Linked DNA regions of Anser cygnoides: region 1 is linked to region 2. A link is a contact called in public Hi-C data. All regions are on one chromosome and are shown on one strand. The core of a region is the stretch at or near the end of the contact, and the rest is flanking DNA. Distances in the headings are between cores, read along the strand shown.

What was found. A called contact is a pair of places that touch in the nucleus more often than the background predicts.
Region 1: a contact with region 2 is called in a Hi-C map of granulosa cells, with 2.1 times the contacts expected there. The contact joins the promoter of TXNL1 here to the promoter of STARD6 in region 2. A contact is called at or near these places in 2 of 7 Hi-C or Micro-C datasets (granulosa cells and liver).

The regions. Positions count from the first base shown.
Region 1 is chrZ:61,327,406-61,330,200 of Taihu_goose_T2T_genome, reverse strand. It overlaps TXNL1 (thioredoxin like 1), which reads left to right and starts at 1,292. Exons shown (of 9, transcript XM_066988932.1): 1 at 1,292-1,462. The coding sequence starts at 1,365.
Region 2 is chrZ:60,774,715-60,777,670 of Taihu_goose_T2T_genome, reverse strand. STARD6 (StAR related lipid transfer domain containing 6) reads left to right here and starts at 1,546. Exons shown (of 7, transcript XM_048079778.2): 1 at 1,546-1,601; 2 at 2,041-2,134; 3 at 2,287-2,336. The coding sequence starts at 2,045. CZH18orf54 (chromosome Z C18orf54 homolog) reads right to left here and starts at 1,488. Exons shown (of 8, transcript XM_066988996.1): 1 at 1,286-1,488; 2 at 104-425. The coding sequence starts at 413. LOC136789146 (a long non-coding RNA gene) reads left to right here and starts at 2,343. Exons shown (of 2, transcript XR_010827968.1): 1 at 2,343-2,956.

The sequences.
Region 1 (2,795 bases), core at 43-2,542, 550 kb before region 2:
CTGTCAGGCCTTCCGTAGGTGTAATGGTCCTTAGCCGCACACAAATTCATCGGGTGTGCTGAAGCTGCAGTGACGGCTTTCTTTTTTCCTGTCAGCAACTTAGCAATGCACATCGGTACCTCACAACTGTTAGGATAGAAAGGGAAAAACTATTATTTCTGCAGTTGAAACGAGAGAGAACGCTTTCTCTTGTCCAGAAGCCATTAAAATAGTGAAATCAGTTCACAACTTGTTTTACTGTGTGTTGGCACGTCCTGTTAACTATTTGGGGACGTTGTATCGAGATGTTCCATACCCCCAGTTCCCTATAATTGATGGGTAAAGACGAAGCAACTCTAAATTTTTCTTGGTGTTGAATTAGTAACCAATTCCAGTTCAACTGTTGCGTATAAACATTTGAACAAACCCTAATACTGTGTTGGTATATTTTTATGAGAAAAGTAATGCCGAGATCCACTGATCTATCTCCATAGAGATATGAAAATTACATACAACCACGAGACGCCTGGCAAGCGGGGCTAGGTGCCCTGTCATCCAAGAAGAACAGACGCCTGTCTGGAACAGCAGCCTGCTTACAACGTGAATTATTTTCAGCTGGGAGAGTGGCGATTCTCCAGTTGTCCGGTAATAATAAATTCCTGAGGGCAATGCTGGTCAAAGTCATGCCACTTTATATCACAAGGTTAAGCAGGAAAACAGGAAAAATTACAGGATTGCTTTATCCTAGCTATTGTAAAAGGCTCGAGTGCGTTTTGCGTTACAGAAAATATTAAGCTTTCCTAAGGTGTAAGTAAAAATGCTGAACACAATCATTCTGTGACTTTAAACATGCCACTTTTTTTCACCAACACACATTAACGAGATGGCTCAGGCAGACCTCAAGTGTGTGTAAATGCCTGACGGGGGTTACAACGTGTGTAAATGCGCAGTGCCCAGCGGCAGGATGAGCGCACCGGGCACAAACATGAGGACGAGGCACAGCGGGTTGCGGTGTCCTCGTGCTCCACGCGTGCTGGTGGATGGGTCCCACAGGCGCTGGCACCCACGGGTGCTGATGCCCCGGGGCCCAGGGGTGGTTTTGTGGCAGGTATGTGCGTTTCTTTGCGGATTTGTGCCCCTGGGGCTGGGGGCCCGCAGCCCAGCAGGTGCCGATGCTGGGGCGCTGAGCCCTATTGGCTCTGCCCCAAACCAAGATGGCCGCCCCCGCTTCGCGCCTGCCCCAAGCTAAAATGGCGGCGGCGCCTCCCGGCGGCCCCACCGGGCCGGGGCGGGGCGCGCGTGCGCGGTGCGTGCGGGGCGCGGTGCATGCCGGGCGCGCGGCGCGGCGTGACGCTGCAGATCGCGGTCCGGGGCCGCCGCCCGCCATGGGGGGCGTGAAGGCGATCGCCAACGACGCCGAGTTCCAGCCCGAGCTCAGCGCCGCCGGCTCCCGGCTCGCCGTCGTCAAGTTCACCATGCGGGGGTGAGTCCGGCCGGGCCGCGCGGGAGGCGGCCGGGGTCACCGAGCGCCGGGGGAGCCCGCCCGGGTCCGTGCTGCCGGTGCGCAGCGCCCCTCGGTCTCCTCAGGGCCCCGCTCGCGCTGCCTGCGCTCCCGCTCCGCCTCCCGGCCGTGCCCGGCGCCCCGGCGGCCGTCCCGTCCCGTCCCGTCCCCAGAGCCGTGGGTGCAGCGCCGGGAGCGGCGCTGGGCACGGGAGGGCCCGGAGCCGGTGGCTGCGTGTCAGCGGGCGCTGCGGGGCGTGCCGGTGACACACCCGGCGCCCGGCCGCTGCCGCTTGGCGCCCCTTCGGTCAGTCGGCTTCACCCGCGGGTGGCGGGGAGCTCGCTCACACGCCTTGCACAACTGCCCACGAAAACGTTTTGGCTACAGACGAGCTGTGGTGAGGTTAACGGCGTGGTGCGTCCCGTTTACGAACACCTGCAGGTCTGCCTTGCACAGCCGTGGATCCCTGTCCTCTCTCAGATGAGAATGAGAAGGGTGAAGCGGATCTTACTGGTGCTGGTTTAAAGCTGTGCGTGTCGGCAGACTCACACTGACACTGCAGGGCTCTCTGCTTTAGATATGTCACATGTTGGTATGCTGCTGTGGGAGTTTTCTGCTGTTTTGCCTTTTAATCACTTTTTTCACAACAAGCAAAGTTGTAAGAATATTGCTTTGTCGGAATAGCTGTGTATGTGCACTTTGTATATGCCAGTAAAGCTATCATCATTAACAGATATGTATTTTCAACCAAGCTGATAGAGCTACGTTGGTGGTAACGTGCTACAGTTATAGTAAATGAAATTTATCACAGTAACAATTATGTGATTACTGCTAAGGCTTTAATATACCGTTATTGGTAAATATTTCAAGTCCCATGTAGAGACCTTACTGTAGACTTCTGTTACAGCTGGTAACGGGAATTGCTGGTACTAGTCTTCTATTAAGAGTATGTTTTGCTGTATCAGGAAAAGCAGTTAAGTCTTTGCACCCCCCCCAAAAGTGCCTTTACTTAGGAGTATTTTACTCTGCAGCAAAAGGTGCTGGAGCTAAACAGATTAGATGGGAAATATGAAGTTCATTTTAATTAATAGGTGCAGCTAATCATGTGACATTGAAACTGTCTGAGGAAGTGGGAATTAACACTTCATGATGTGTTTCTAAATGTCATTCTTAATTGTATCACCAGGATTGCTCGCCATCTGTCAGCCAGGTAGAAAGGTTATTTTAAAATGTACCAAGGATATAGTAAGAACGCGAATGCGCGAAGTCTGCGTAGGGCAGGTATCTTTAAAACAAAGCAAAACAATAATGGTTG
Region 2 (2,956 bases), core at 297-2,796:
ATGAGACAAGGAGTTGCAAAACCACTGACAATGGAGGAAAAAAAAAACAAACAAAACAGCAAACTCCGAGACTTGTTAAAAGACGTACTTGCAGAAAACACACCGTATTTTTCTTTGACATGATGCTTCGAAAACTCAGCTTGTTTGGGAGTACTTTGGCACAGGCAGATTTTTCCAGTGGTTATTTCTGAAGACGTGAGACTTAGATCAAAATCTTCAATATAAGCTTCTAGAGCCTCAGATGCAGAGCTGTAAAGCTTGTCCTTGTATTGAATCAAACTGTTTGAGCACGAATTGCTGCTGCCAGTGCTTGTTAGAAGAAAAGATACTGTTGAATCAGGAGAGGAGACGCTGTGTTTTTTATTAAGCTGGTCATGGTTTTTATCCAGATTTCTATTAGAATCTTCACTCATTTTTTAATCAGTCTAAATGGAAAAAGAAAGCCCAAGTGACCATCTGCACTGAAACACGTTCTCAAACCGTAATGGATCTAAGATTTTCTTTTTTTAGTTATGTAAAATGTCAGTAATTTTTAGGAAAATAATATTTAGCTATTCAACTTCCTGCTTTTCAAGTAAGTTAGTCGTACATATGCGTCACGCCTAGAAAAGCAAAAGGCAGAAAATAAAGCCTCGGGGGAAAAAAAAAAAAAAGATAATAGGGAAAACTTCTTGTATACTGAAGCTTTAGCGGAACATAGAGCTAAGAGGATGGCAAGGAAATCCAGCTCCTCGCTAGTTCCCAAGGGCCCTCAGCATCCAGCTTTTGCAAGAACTGTGCTTCATGTTGCTGACATTCAGCAAAGAAATGCAGGAATATCATAACCTTTTATTTCAGAACCAGCACAACGGTGGTACTCATGGAAAACAATAGAAGTAGCCTAGTATAAAGAAGAAAAAAAGCTGAATGTAACTGAAGTAGAAATGTATTACTCCTATAGATTGTTTCACACAGCCAGATGTACACATATACTGATATAATTTTACAGGCCACAACAGGAACTGACAGAGCATCGGAGTGCTTAAGATTTCCCCAATCTACACCATTTAGTCACTGCTATCCAAGCTGACTTTGTAACCCCCCAAACCATGGACTGAAGTGCAGGCTGGTTCCAAACCCCGCAACCAAGACCGAAACTTCCTTGTAAGTATCATTCCTGCGAGCAAAAGCCCGTTTGAAAAGCACGTTAGCGTGTTAGAAGGAAACAGACGCTGCGACAAGGCACAGGAATTAGTAACTTTATTACGCAGAGCACCACAAGCACACGCCGATCACCAAGATTTACACGGAAAGGAGTAGCGGGGCCCTGCAGCAGGGCCGGTGGAGGCCTCCCGGGGCTTCTTCCCCAAAAAATACCGCCGGTGCCCCTGCCAAGCCCGGGACAAGCAGCCCCGCCGGCCGGAGCCGAGCCCCTCGCACACCGCGGGGCCGCGCAGCCCCCTCAGCGCCGAGCGCACCCGCACAAAATGGCGGCGGGCAGGCGCGGCCCCATGGGAGTTGTAGTCCGAGGCGGGCGGCGGGGCGGCGGGGCGGGGCGGGCTGGGACTACAGCTCCCGGCATGCCCCGGGGCGGGGCCGAGCGCGGCCGTGAGGCGGGTGAGGTGAGGCGTGAGGAGAGCCCGGGGGGGACGGGTGTGAGGAGGGAAGGAGGCGAGGGAAGGAGGCGAGGCGGAGCGGGCTGCGAGGCGTCCTGGCAGCTCCGGATCCCCGTGTGGTGAGCTCCGTGACGAGGGGGACACCCGACCTGTGGTGACAACGGGTTTGGTGGCAGCGAGGTGCGGGCTGGGCGCTGGAATTGATGCGAAAGTCCCACCCCGAGCCCCGGTCATCAGGAGTCCGGGCTGGGAAACGGTTGTATGATGTCGTTTTAATAAACGACTGGCTTCGTTTCTGAATTGGAATACGATGGCCAAGAAGTTCATCTGATAGGAACGCTCAAGGTTTATTAAAGCCTTCGGAAAGAATAGACAAGCGAGCCCTTACTGCCCTTCAGGGAATGCTTTTATTGCATGCCAACAAGTTGCTTTTACGTTTTTGCAGATAAATGGACTATAAGAAAATCACGGATGAAATTTCAGAAAAAATCTTATCGTACAGCCAGGATACTTCAGGATGGAGGGTGATAAAAGTTTCGGTAAGTGAATACTAGTTAATACTGTTTATGAAGTTATCCTTATTAAACACATTTTGTTGCAGAAAGTGTTTAAAACTTTGTTTTGCTTTAAAAAACTAGCAACTGATGGAAGGTAGTCTACTAACTTTTTATTTTCTTTTTCTCATTTTGAGAAAAATGTTACAGTTTCTTCAAAGCCTTCAAAAGAGTATGCGGGAAATATGTAAGTATTTGCATTTTGTTTGTCATTGTAACGAACGCCAACATCTGTCTCGAGCAGTGACGCCCAGATCTAAACAGTGACACCCAAGATCTAAATGGAAAAACTGATCGTGTTCTGTCCCTCAGGGATGTGTTTAGTCTTGTTAACTGCAGAGATTTTGCACTATAGTTGCCCTGAGTCAGCAGTAGCGCTGGAATAGAAGAGATGCATTTCCCAAACGATTTTAAATGTGCTATGGAAATTAAATATTCTATAGCAGTAATTAATATAGGATAAGTAGACACCTATTACTACCTTTTAGCCTGAAGTTGGAAGCTGTTCCTGGTGGAATATCCTGTTCATGCCGTTATACCTATCAGCAGGAGTTCCCTTTTCTCATCTTCACACTCGTGAAATCACTGATACACATGTAAACACACTAAAGCTCTCACGCTGCTTTACCTGTGCCTTTTTCTTTCTGGCACTTGAAAAGGAGTTTGCTGTACTGGGAAGAAGAGGGTCTTTTAGTCTCTGAAGCAGCAGCAGCATCTGTCCATCCTTCTTTTGAGCTATGACTTCAGTGCTGTTGTTGAGCTGGATTTGGCCCAGAGGGTGGAATTAGGGGAGGTGGAGTAACCTGA